Regions from separate parts of the Rattus norvegicus genome. Here region 2 is linked to region 1. Evidence: chromatin contacts called from public Hi-C data. All regions are on one chromosome and are shown on one strand. Each heading gives the region's core, a stretch centred on a gene start, on an enhancer-like site or on the middle of the called end of the contact. The rest is flanking DNA. Distances are from core to core; before and after follow the strand shown.

Region 1 (5,673 bases), core at 1,982-4,481:
TTCAAGTAAAGCACTGGACTTGAATTTTGTAAAATGGCATCTTCTCAAATAGCATAAACTTTATTTTTAGCTTTTACTTTGTTTGTTGAGAAAAGGTTTCACTTAGGTAGCCATGGCTGGCCTGGACCTTGTCCTGTAAATGTGAGTGACCTTGAAATTGCTGTGATCCTCCTGCTTCTGCCTTTCAAGTGCTGGCACTGCAAAGATGTGCTACCACATCCTAATTCTCTCTCTCTCTCTCTCTCTCTCTCTCTCTCTCTCTCTCTCTCTCTCTCTCCCTCTCCCTCTCCCCCTCCCCCTCTCCCTCTTCCTTTCCCTCTCCCTCTCCCTCCCTACCTCTCTCTTGTTCATTTGTTTTCATGTGTCATGAACTTTGAATGAAGCCATGTAAGACTTGGCTTGATTTGAGCTCTGAACAGGGCAAAACAATCACTGATGCTCTTATCTGCCTACAAGTACTACCAATTCATTCATCAGGTTGATTCTTCTGCCTTGCCAAGGGCCCGGGTTGTATCATGAAGTTAAGATTCAGATGGTTGTCAAGAACCCACTTGTTCTTTTCCCTTTCTGTCTTTTAAAAACTTTAGTTAGTTGGTAGGCTTTTGACTTAAGGCTGTCTTTCTTCTCAGTTACAAAGTGGCTGCTTCTAGCATTTGGGGCATTTAACTTCCTGTTTCTTCCAGAAGGTATAGAGGGGGAAATCTTTTTTTTTTTTTAAACCATGGGATGCTAAGCTTTTTCTTTCAGTCTAATCAAGCTACATATGACTGACTGAGACTAATTTAGACTCAGCCTCTTGATACGTGAAGGGTCTGGATATCTGAAAACAGTGGGGGGTTCCATTAGGAGAGAGGGAGCAAATAGATGCTGAAGAGGCTCTGAAGTTGCTTCTCCATCCGAAAGTGGTGAGACTCTTGCTGAGACACATGAGGATTAGAGATCATGTGTGTGACACTATCAGGTTGTGCAAAGTAGTAAATAAAAGCAGAGGAGACCCAGTTAAATGTGAATTTCACATAAATAGCAACTCATTTTCAGTATGCGGATCTCTTTCTACAAATGCTACAGATTTATTTAGTTTGCCCAGAAGGTCATTGCATAAAATTCTTTTTGGACAGTGATTAAAAGACTTAATCAGTCTTCTACCCTTGTCGTGAATGTATTTGGATACAACACATGTATTATAAGTTATTATTTGTTTATGCAAAACTCAAATTTATGGAGGCAGCCTATATTTTCTCGGTCAGCCCTAAATATCTGTAGAATTATTAGCAGAGTGGGCATTTGCAGGGAACTATTATTGCTCTTTTTACAGAAGAAAGGACCTCAGGTAAATAACAGCATGATATTTCTTTAAAGCTCTTAGAATGTCTAGTCTTCTCTCAAAAAGGGAATTAACTGCACTGGATGTGGCTTCAATAAACCAGTGCTGAAAACCAGATCAAAGCAAAAGGCTGTGTTTGCCCATGGTATGGCTCAGTGGAAAATATCTCATTCGGCTACTTAAAACGACATTGAACTTACATCTGTGGTCATTCTGTCGCTGTTTTTTTCTTACCTTCTTCTCAGTCTGTTCAGAGAAACCATCCTTCCTTTGACTCCAAGGCAATGCTGCTGAAATTGCTAGTACAAAGGCACTGACAGGGTGATAATGCAGCGATTATCCCAGGAATTCTGGCTCCACGTGGGTGAAGCATGAGGTCACAGCACTGTGATTTTGCAACTGGAGGAGGCAGGAGCCTCTGCAAAGCCTGACTCCATTTTCCTTCACTGTTAATTCCCTGCTCCTACCTGGAAAATTCTCAAATACGCTTCCTGAGAAAGTGGGTGCCTTCAATTGCTTATGAAATAGTCACCATGTTATAAAAAAGAATAATCTTATTGGCTTGGTATCAAGTAGACGAACCTATTGTATAGCTACCAGATTGAAGCAGGAGTAGAGTAAATGGATTTTATCCACCGTATCTATTTTCTATTGCAAAAAAAAAAAAAATCATTTTGGGGTTGGTGGCATCTTCGACCTCTATACACTACTTATTTTCTGTTCCTTCCGAAAACCCAGAAGAACCTTTTCTTCCTCTCTGCTTTTTTAAAAGGTGGAAATCATGCTCTTTTTCATAGATTTGTCTGCAAGGTCTTTCATAAAAAATTATTCTTTTCTTAGTTAAAAAAAAAAGTGCAGTGGAACTATTGCTCTCTTATCCACTAGTCATCCTCACTAGAAACCTGATTCACGGTGGGTCTTAAGATCTTTATATTTCTACTGGTGCGGCGATGACTTCATTCCTTTTTTTTCTTTTACCAGCTGGGGAATCGCGTAAGACAGAGCAGCATCGGACAGGAGTAGAGTTGTGGTTTGCTGCTGCAGCCGAGGCTGCCGCGGTTTGCACGCGTCCAGCTGCTGTGTAAGGAATCCTCGGGCTGACAGTTCTTTGCTCTTAAGTCACCCCAGGGAATCGCAGGCTGCGAGATGAACGTGCATATGAATGTGTTTGCGCGCGCGTGCACGCACAGCTGCAACAGTTAGGCAGCAGCAATGGACTTCGTTATCATTTTTTTAAACCTACGACCGAGATAAGCCATCCTTCGTCCTTTATTTTCAAGCAGCGCCCGGACTCCCGCCCGAAATGTGCTCCCCGCCCTCCACCCACTCCGCGCACTGGTCCCCAGAGAGGGAGGCTAGGATAGCTGCGCTGCAGGCAGGATTCCCCCTTTTTTTTTTCTACCGCAGTGACAGGTGGATTCCCGGGCCTCCTCACCCCCTTCAACCCCCGCATCCACCCCTCTCTCAGTCACGATCTCTCCCTCCCCTTATCCTACTCCTCCCTCACTTCCCCCTCCCCACGTAAGCTCGCAGTTTGAGCCCCGCCCCTCCCAGCCTAGCAGTCCAGGTTGCTAGGGCCTGGCAGGGCAACCAAACCTGGTGCTCCAGGAGGAGCATCGCGAGCGCGCATAAGCGCGTCCGCTTAGTAGGGAGCTAGTACAAGAAATCCTGGTTCTAGGATTTTTTGGGGACTCGAGAACGAGCGGCGTGGGCGGGGCGCGCGAGCACGAGCTCGAGCACGAGCGCTTTTTCTTTATTGGCGCCTCTTGGTAGGCGGGGATAAGGCGGGACCTAGCGGAATGAGAGGAGCTTGCCGATTGGGTCAAATGGGCAGACGGGGGCGGTGCAATCATCAAATTAGGCTGCGCGTTTGCTCCGGCGAGAGGGCGGGGCCGGAGGTTTCGATTACTTGTCGCTACCGCTAGGGAGAAGGTAAAGCGGTGACGGCGGCCGCCGGAGTGGAGGCTTCCCCGGTAGAGGTGGGGGACTCAGTAGGGTGAGTAGTTGCGTCCGCCCCTCAGGCCGTCTCGTGTTGGCCGTGTGTCCACTAGCTTGCCTTTAAAGAGGGAACACAGTCGGTCCACTTAGGAGGGTGACAGAAGGGGTAGCAGCGCCGGTCCCTGCACAACGGGGAGACGCGTTGAGGGCGTCCCAAGCTGGAGTCTCCCTCGGCGATCCACCACGAGTCTCTAGGGTCTTCCCGGAAGGGCTGGGGCTGGAATTTTTGGTACCAAAAGACAGAGGGGGTTGTGCTAGACTTACGGTAGGTCGCGGTCGGACCCCGCGGGGCTCCCCCTCGCTGCAGGTCTGCGGTGTCCCCACCCCGCCGCCCCCGTGGCCAGGGCTCTCCGGGCTTGTGGCGAGGGAAGCCCTTTTCTGCTAGCGCCAAGGAGGGGCCCCGAAGCCCCCGCCCAAGTTCCCAGAGAGCCCGGGACCCGCAGGCAGCTTTGACTCGCAGTCCCGGTCCTTCTGACCTTGGCTGCCCCGAGGGTGGGCGAGCGCCCCGCCTGCAGCCCGGCAGGTTTCTGCCACCTTCCACAGGACAAGTTTCAGGCGTTACTGTGAAGTTCACGGCTGGCATGCTGGCAGAGAAGCAGAAATCGACCTCTTCTCAGACCTTCTTACCCTTTGGACCTTCATAGAAATTGAATCCTGGGGTTTGGAACCATCTGCCAGAACGAACAGGTCCTTTTCGCACTGACACGATTTTTTTTTTTTTTTTTGTGCCCACGTTGGGGTAAAAAATAACCTGGGCATATTTCAGTGTAAAAGCAGATCTTTCTTGGGGGTTTTGTTTTTTCGCTTCACTTGAGTTAGGCATGGCACAGATGCCTGGATAAGAAAAGCCTGACCTTAGTATCTACAGACAGACTAGAAGGATGCCGTGATATTTAAATAGTTGCAGATCAGTATTCTGTTAACACAATTATTTTTAATTGGCTGAAATTTAAGCTGATTTTAGAAAGTATTGATACAGAATAATTTCTTTCCGCGCATCTGATTTAGGCTTGTTTGAACGTAATGGTTATGTAGGCAGTATAAAAGATTACACAAATTAATTTGTCTGAGAGCATTTGACTGAAAAAAGGAGGCATAAATATGTATAGAATATAGGATTAGGGTTTTAGGTAACATCTGCTGGAACACTTCCAGCTTGTTTGTTTCTTGCTGTAGGGTTACAAAAAAGACATTTTTACTGAGACACTTTGGAATTACAGACTGCATAACATTTAGATGCAAATTCGTTTTTTAATTCCTTTAAGTGTATGAAAATATCTTCATAAAATGCAAAAAGGGTGTGTTTTCTTATCCCTGTATATCTGATGCTGAAAGGGGGAGTATAATCTTACATTTAACAACCCAACTAGGATTCATTAATAATAAAAACATAAAAGACCTTCATCTTTCCGAGAATATGGAATTTAAGTACCTAGCAAGCCTTTTCCTTATTAAAAGTACTATTTTAGGTTGGAGCATTTTTGGCGTTGATGCTGGAATGGGAGTAAGGAAGCCTGCAGCAGTATTACCAGTTTGACACCACCAGTGGGTGTTTCTGTTGACAAATGCAGAGAGGAGAACATTTGGAAAGGAAATCTTTTTTGGGTGGTGGGATGGGGTGGGTTAGGAGGGTAGGTGAGGGGAGAAGGAGCCAGAAGAGAGAAGCTGTAAAACTAAAGCCACCAACACTGTGTTGTGCTGGGCTTTGTACAAGTACAGGGGAACCTAATTAGGGAGAAAAATACCATTTGGCTGCATTAAAGAATAGAACTCCAAAAGAGGCATGCTAAATAAAGTTAACCATTCCAAGAGTGTTTAATAATCCGCCGCCATTTCTGAGTACTTGGGAAGAGGGCTTCTCTTTTGGAAAGGGCATCAAATTCCTTTGAATTGGCTTGCCTTTTAAACATGGTGCAGTGGTTCATTTGTTAGGTAGAAATAGAAACAGCGTATTGTCCTCATTGTGTGGATTTATCAGCGCTCCTAAGCCTGTTCCTTTTTATAATAAAAAGAACTTGGTATATTAGAAAAATATTCAGAAATAAAATTTCTTCCCCAGAGCGCATTACTTTTATCAACGCTTGCTTAATCTTATATTAATGACTTATTGACTTCTTAAGCACCCCCAGTCAGGGCTTTGATTTTGTTGTTTATGTCAGGGTCCTAACTAAATCTACCATGGTATATTCTTGAAGTTACTTAAATGAGACATGTATGCTCCCTGAGGGTTTTTTTTTTTTTTTTTGGAAAGGTTTCCATTGAGAGAAATTGCGGGGCCACCTCATAAATGAGTAATAGAAGGTTGCCTGATGGTGAGATTTCGAATTAAATTTATTCTGCTCCAGAGTCTA
Region 2 (5,673 bases), core at 1,373-3,872, 37 kb after region 1:
ACAAGGGTGTCTTGTTTGCCAGGACAGTCTGCTTCCTGTACACATTTTCAGGTTAACCTGTAAATCTTTATAACAAATTGTTACTATTGATTGGGATTGAATTGGGTCTGTAGGTCTACTTATGACATCTTAAAAATGGTAAGCTTCTTCAGTCTTTCTCAAACTCCTCGATTGGGGATCCTGTTCTCTATCCAATGGTTGCCTGCAAGCATCTGCCTCTGTATTTGTCAGGCTCTGGCAGAGCCTCAACCCCATAGGAAGAACAACAATATCAACCAGTCAGAGCCCCCAGAGCTCCCAGGGACTAAATCACCGACCAAAGAGTACACATGGAGGGAACCATGGCTCCAGCTGCATTGTAGCAGAGGATGGCATTGTCTGACATCAATGGGAGGAGAGGCCCTTGGTCCTGTGAAGGCTCTTTTCCCCAGTGTAGGGGAATGCCAGGGTGGGGATGCGGGAGGGAGTGGGTAGATTGGTGGGGGAGCACCCTCATGGAGGCAGAGGGAGGGGGCTGGGATGGGAGTTTCCAGAGGGGAAACTGGGAAAGAGGATAACATTTGAAATGTAAATTAAAAGAAATCCAAGAAAAGAAATGGTAAGCTTTACTATGAAGAATCCTTTTATTTTTAAGGCCCCTTTAATTTTGAAAAGTATTGTTTTCATTTTATTGACCTTAACTTACTTAATTTTAAATTTTATTTAGATTGAAATGTATGGGCGTTTTACTTGCATGTAAGTCTGTGTACCACTGTGTGCTTCATCTCCAGAGCTGCCAGAACAAAGAGTCAGAGCCACTTGGACTTCAGTTACAGAAAGTTGTAAGGGACCCTGTGGGTCTGGGAATTGAACCTCTGGAAGAACAGCCAATATTCTTAATCACGAGTCATCTCTCTAGCTCCTTGTTTAGTGTATATGTGTGATGGTACACCTGTGGTCAAAGGGCAACTTGCAGGAGTCCTTGCCTTCCACCTTTCCTTCATGTTTTTTGGCTTGATGGCAAGATGGCTGAGCCATTTCTGCCCCCAAATTTTATTTAAGACAGAGCCTTACTGTGTATTTTTGGCTGGTCTGGTATTTATATGCAGCCCAGTCTAGCCTCAAGCTCATAATTGTCCTTATAGTTTAGGTTACATTACAGGCAGGTGCCACCAAAAATGGTATGCTTGATCTTTTAAAAAAATTGATTTTTTTCTTTGACAGTTTTATGTGTATATGATGAATTTTAGTCTTTTTCACAGTTAGCTAAGGCTGGCTGTAAACTTTTTGTGTGACTAAGAATGATTTTGAACTTCTAATTACCTTGCCTACCCTGCCCAAATTCTTAGATTGCAAATGTGTATCACTTTGTCTTTTTACAATTCTATGGTTTAATGTTATCACTGTCATATAGAAATTAATACTAACTTATATGTCCCCTATGTTGATAATGTTCATTTTCCCCTAATTTGTAAGCTAGTTTTTAAATTTTTTTATCTGTATAATTTGTCAGTAATGATAGTTTATTTCTCCGAAGTTTATATCTTTTATTTTCCTTCCAGGTATTATTATAGAGGAAGGAAAATGTCTTTCTTATAATAAAAATATACCCACTTCATATCCTTTTCCTTTGCAAAGCAGAAATTAAATAAGTTAAGATAAGAAAAATGTCAGCAATATTATGCTAATCCCACCCCCAAAAGGCATCATGCTATGACTGCCAATTTCCTAGGACTCTTGAGATATTTTAACAGATTTAAGTTTCAGGGAATGGTATAGACTTCCAGGGAAGCCAGTGCCAACTTGGGCTAAACCTCCCTGGGTCCTGCTTAGTAGTCCCATGGTGAGCTGAACAACCACAGAACACTGTCATTTCTCAAGATCACTTGTATTGATTTTGTTTTGTTTTTGAATTAAGGTGTTGGCTATGCCTATATAACTAATACTGGCCTGGAACTTGCTATATGGCCCAGGCTGGCATTGAACATGTGATCCTTTTGCAGAATTCAGCCTCCTGAGTACTGGAATTATAGGCCCCTGCCACCATACTCAGCTATGTCGCTTTTTCTTTATTCTCTGCACAGCCTTTTGCTTATCTGGATTTTATAGCAAACATTATTAAAAACTCAAATTCTTTCTGAATAAAAAACCACATCCTATTTTCATTTCTGAATTATTTTTTATTATAATCCCAAATCTTTTGGGTCCTCAATGGCCATGAGACTCAGTTAAACTCATAATGCCACAATGTTAATAATAATGCCACGAATATTTCTAAAGGTTGTTTAAACAAATCACTTAAAATATTTTAAATGCTTGAAATTTCATTTTGAGAGCACTGAGAAGGTAAAGGAGTTATAGATAATGGCTTACTAGTAGTTACAAGACTTCCCCCAAGTAATGGAGTTGGTATTGAAGCCACAGAGCATCCCTGGTGAATTCTTAGTCATTATTCTTAATAGTCTCCCACAGGAGGTAGCCCAGTGAGGTTTCCACATTTGCAGGAGACATTGCCTTGCTCTTGTGATACTGCATGGTACCAATGGAGAATGGAATTTCAGGAAGTCTAGAAACTGCATGGGGAGAGAAGTAGAGTATGTGTGTCGGTGTGGGCAATGTCAGGGACTGTTTGCCGAGGAGAATTCCAAGTTGGCTAGTAATTTGTTTAGTTATAGCCGAAGGATCAAGTGTTGCTCTAGGTTGTCTTCTGGCAGCGTCATATTCATGACAAAAGTGAGCAAAAGAAGTCTATGGGCCATGGTGGCCTGCCAAAGTCAAGAAATGGAGCGTGCTATGGTATCCCATAACTGTAAACCTATAGTTGGAAGGCTGAAGTAGGGGGATTGCTATGAGTTCCACACAAGCTTGGGCTATACAGTAAGTTACAGGCCAGCCAGAGGTTATAGAGGGAGACCCTATCTAAAAAGGTCAAGGTAATGAAAAATTCAGTGGCTGTTAGGCAGCCTCAAGAACTAGATAGAAACTTAAGAGTTTATTGCTGCAGGGTTACCTCCATGGGAAGAACTCCTGGTCATCATGATTGTGGCCTTTTAGCAAAAACTTAATGGAGGTAGGCAGCACAACTCGAGAGGCTGATGAGCTACTAGTGCACTAAAATGGAGCTTATGTGACAGTTTTATTTTTGGGTCATATGGCACTTTTGATGAGTAAGGGTTTCATTGGCTAATTGGTGGTTATAAGAGTAAGTAAGCCAAAACTAACCATAGTTTGTAGAAGGACAATAATATTTTTCCCCTTGCATTTTTTTGTCTTTCCCAGCTTCTGTCACATGATAGGGGTTCGAGGACTGTCAGTGGTATGTGTGAATCATCATGACTTCTAGAAATCATAAATGTTACTCAGATGAGCTCAGTTTTAAAAAAAAAGTTTATCTTTGACCAAACTAGCTGATTAAGTAATTTCATTCCCCTAGATTACAATATTTTAATAACAAGTTTAGAGGAAAATCTTATCCTAATTTTAGAAAGTGATGTATTTGAATTCAATTTGCAGATTTCAAGTTTGAAGAAAAATAGTGATGGCTGTAATTATAATCAGCAGATGAATGGGATGTGAGACCCATTTAAGTACAAAATATGACCTTAAATTAATTAATTCAGAATGTTCTGGATGCTCTTCAGACTGTGCTGACGTTTAGAAATTTCCTTTACAAGCAATATAAATTAAGTCGATGCTATAGTAAATTAAAGGATTCTCTGTGGAGTAAGCGGGTTTTGTTTTCGCAGCAGTGTCTTAGTGGATCATTTTCATTAGTTGCGTGTGCCTTTCTTGAGTTTTGAATTTATACAGTGAGGAAATTATTTTCTTTCCTGTCCTGAACATACCTTTTCTATTGTCTTCCAGGGAGGGAACTAGAAGTAGACGTTCAGAAATCGCAGCTGCCCATACAGTTTAAACATGCTTCTGTAGAACAGCGCCATCTTTCCCAGTGGTTTCTTCTTCTCTTCTCTATATGGAGTAATTTCAAACATATCATAGGACTATTTCTTTTAAACAAAGCATGAAAATAATTCTTCTGTTTATTTATTAGCATGACTAGCTTCCAATCTTCTTTTCTTCTACCCCGAACACATATTTTGGTCTTTATAGGAAGGGATTTTAATATATAATAAGTTTTTCAGAGATTAGTATCTAAATCTGGTACTTATAATTGTTCCTAGTCATGGTAGAATGTCTTTTCAATTTTGAATTATTTTTATGTTCTCAAATGTGATAGTCTAACTATAGTATTAATAGTGTCACAGTTATAGAAGAAATAGTTGATACTTTAATTTTTATGAAAATATATTATGTTGTTATGATTGTTAAATTCCAAATAGAAGGGACTGGAGAGAGCATTGATGAGACATTTGCTGTTCTCATTGCAGGTCTAGGTTCAGTTTCCAGTACCTACATGGTGCTCACAACCATTCATAACTCTGGCTACTGGGGATCCAATGGCTTCTTCTGACCTTGGGCACCAGCATATATATGGGTATATATACACACAGGCAAAACATTCATACACATAGAATAAAATAAGTAATTCTAAAAGAATCCAAATAGATCTTGAGGAATTTTTAGAAAAGTTGGCTGTGGAAGGGGCTCAGTTCATAAAGCACTTGCCATAGAAACATGGAGACTGGAGTTCGGATCCTGAGAACCTGTAGAAAGAGTGAGGTAGGTGTGACAGCCACCTGTAATTCCAGCACTCAGGAGGCAGAGACAGGTTCCTTCAGGCAAGGTGCCTAGCTAAACTAACTGATATTGTCCAGCTCTGAGTTCATTGAGAAGCCCTACCTTAATGGTTATCAAACAAGACACTTGAGGTCAGCTTTAATCCTCTACATATGTTTACTCACACATACACCTGCACATGTTTACATCCACACACATACATTTGGTTGTGTATAACACACACACACACACACACACACACACACTCACACACACACACCCACACACACACACACCACTACATCACAGAAAATAAGTAAACCAGACATTTCAGTGTCTAGTTCAGATTTTGGTCCATCAGTTCATACTTATTTCTTTTAGAGAGAGAAGATATTTCTTATGGCTTCATTTTTTCTCTGACCTTGAACTCATGATCTTCCTGATTCAGCCTTCTGAGTACTTCTGCATTTTTTGTAATTTTATAGTTAGAATTCATAAGCTCACTTTAGAGGACATTTATTTACACTTAATAATTTTTAACCCATTTCTTTTGGCAAGTCCTCAAAAGAAAAAACTGGTTAAAATATCGCTTAAAAATGGAAATGTTAGCACATTATTTTTGTTAGAATAATTTAGAATAAATATGGTTATGTTATATAATAGGTACTTTATGTGCTATATATGGAGAAGTAATTAAAGATAATAATAGAACAGGGATGACCTGATGACTCAGTGGGTGAGGGCTTGCTCCCAAGCCTGATGACCCGAGTTTGATCTTTGGAACCCAAAAAATGTTCTCTAACCTCCATATGTGTATCCCCTACATATATACTCATACATACAAGTAAGTATTAAAAAAGGAGCAAATGGATAAAGTGAAACTGGTTCTTCCCGAAAAAATTCAGCTCAGTCGTAATAGAAAAGGGCCTTTCAGTGCTTAAACTCATTCTGTCAGTGTGGCTGGATTACAAATTAATTGCTTAATATTGAGTATATGGGGATTCAGTGAGATAAATG

The links. A called contact is a pair of places that touch in the nucleus more often than the background predicts.
Region 2: a contact with region 1 is called in a Hi-C map of the A7r5 cell line, with 2.3 times the contacts expected there. The contact joins the enhancer-like site here to the promoter of Cdkl5 in region 1. A contact is called at or near these places in 4 of 12 Hi-C or Micro-C datasets (the A7r5 cell line, kidney and liver).

Annotation. Positions count from the first base shown.
Region 1 is chrX:37,563,147-37,568,819 of GRCr8, forward strand. It overlaps Cdkl5 (cyclin-dependent kinase-like 5), which reads left to right and starts at 3,232. Exons shown (of 18, transcript NM_001421533.1): 1 at 3,232-3,320.
Region 2 is chrX:37,600,334-37,606,006 of GRCr8, forward strand. The region is part of intron 1 of Cdkl5 (cyclin-dependent kinase-like 5); the gene reads left to right. Among named protein-coding and RNA genes, the nearest start is that of Cdkl5, 37 kb to the left of the region's middle. Within about 2 kb of position 2,623, at least 2 of the 93 cell types and tissues checked have an H3K27ac peak or open chromatin away from gene starts, as enhancers often do. A contact at or near this core is called in the A7r5 cell line, where this site is marked.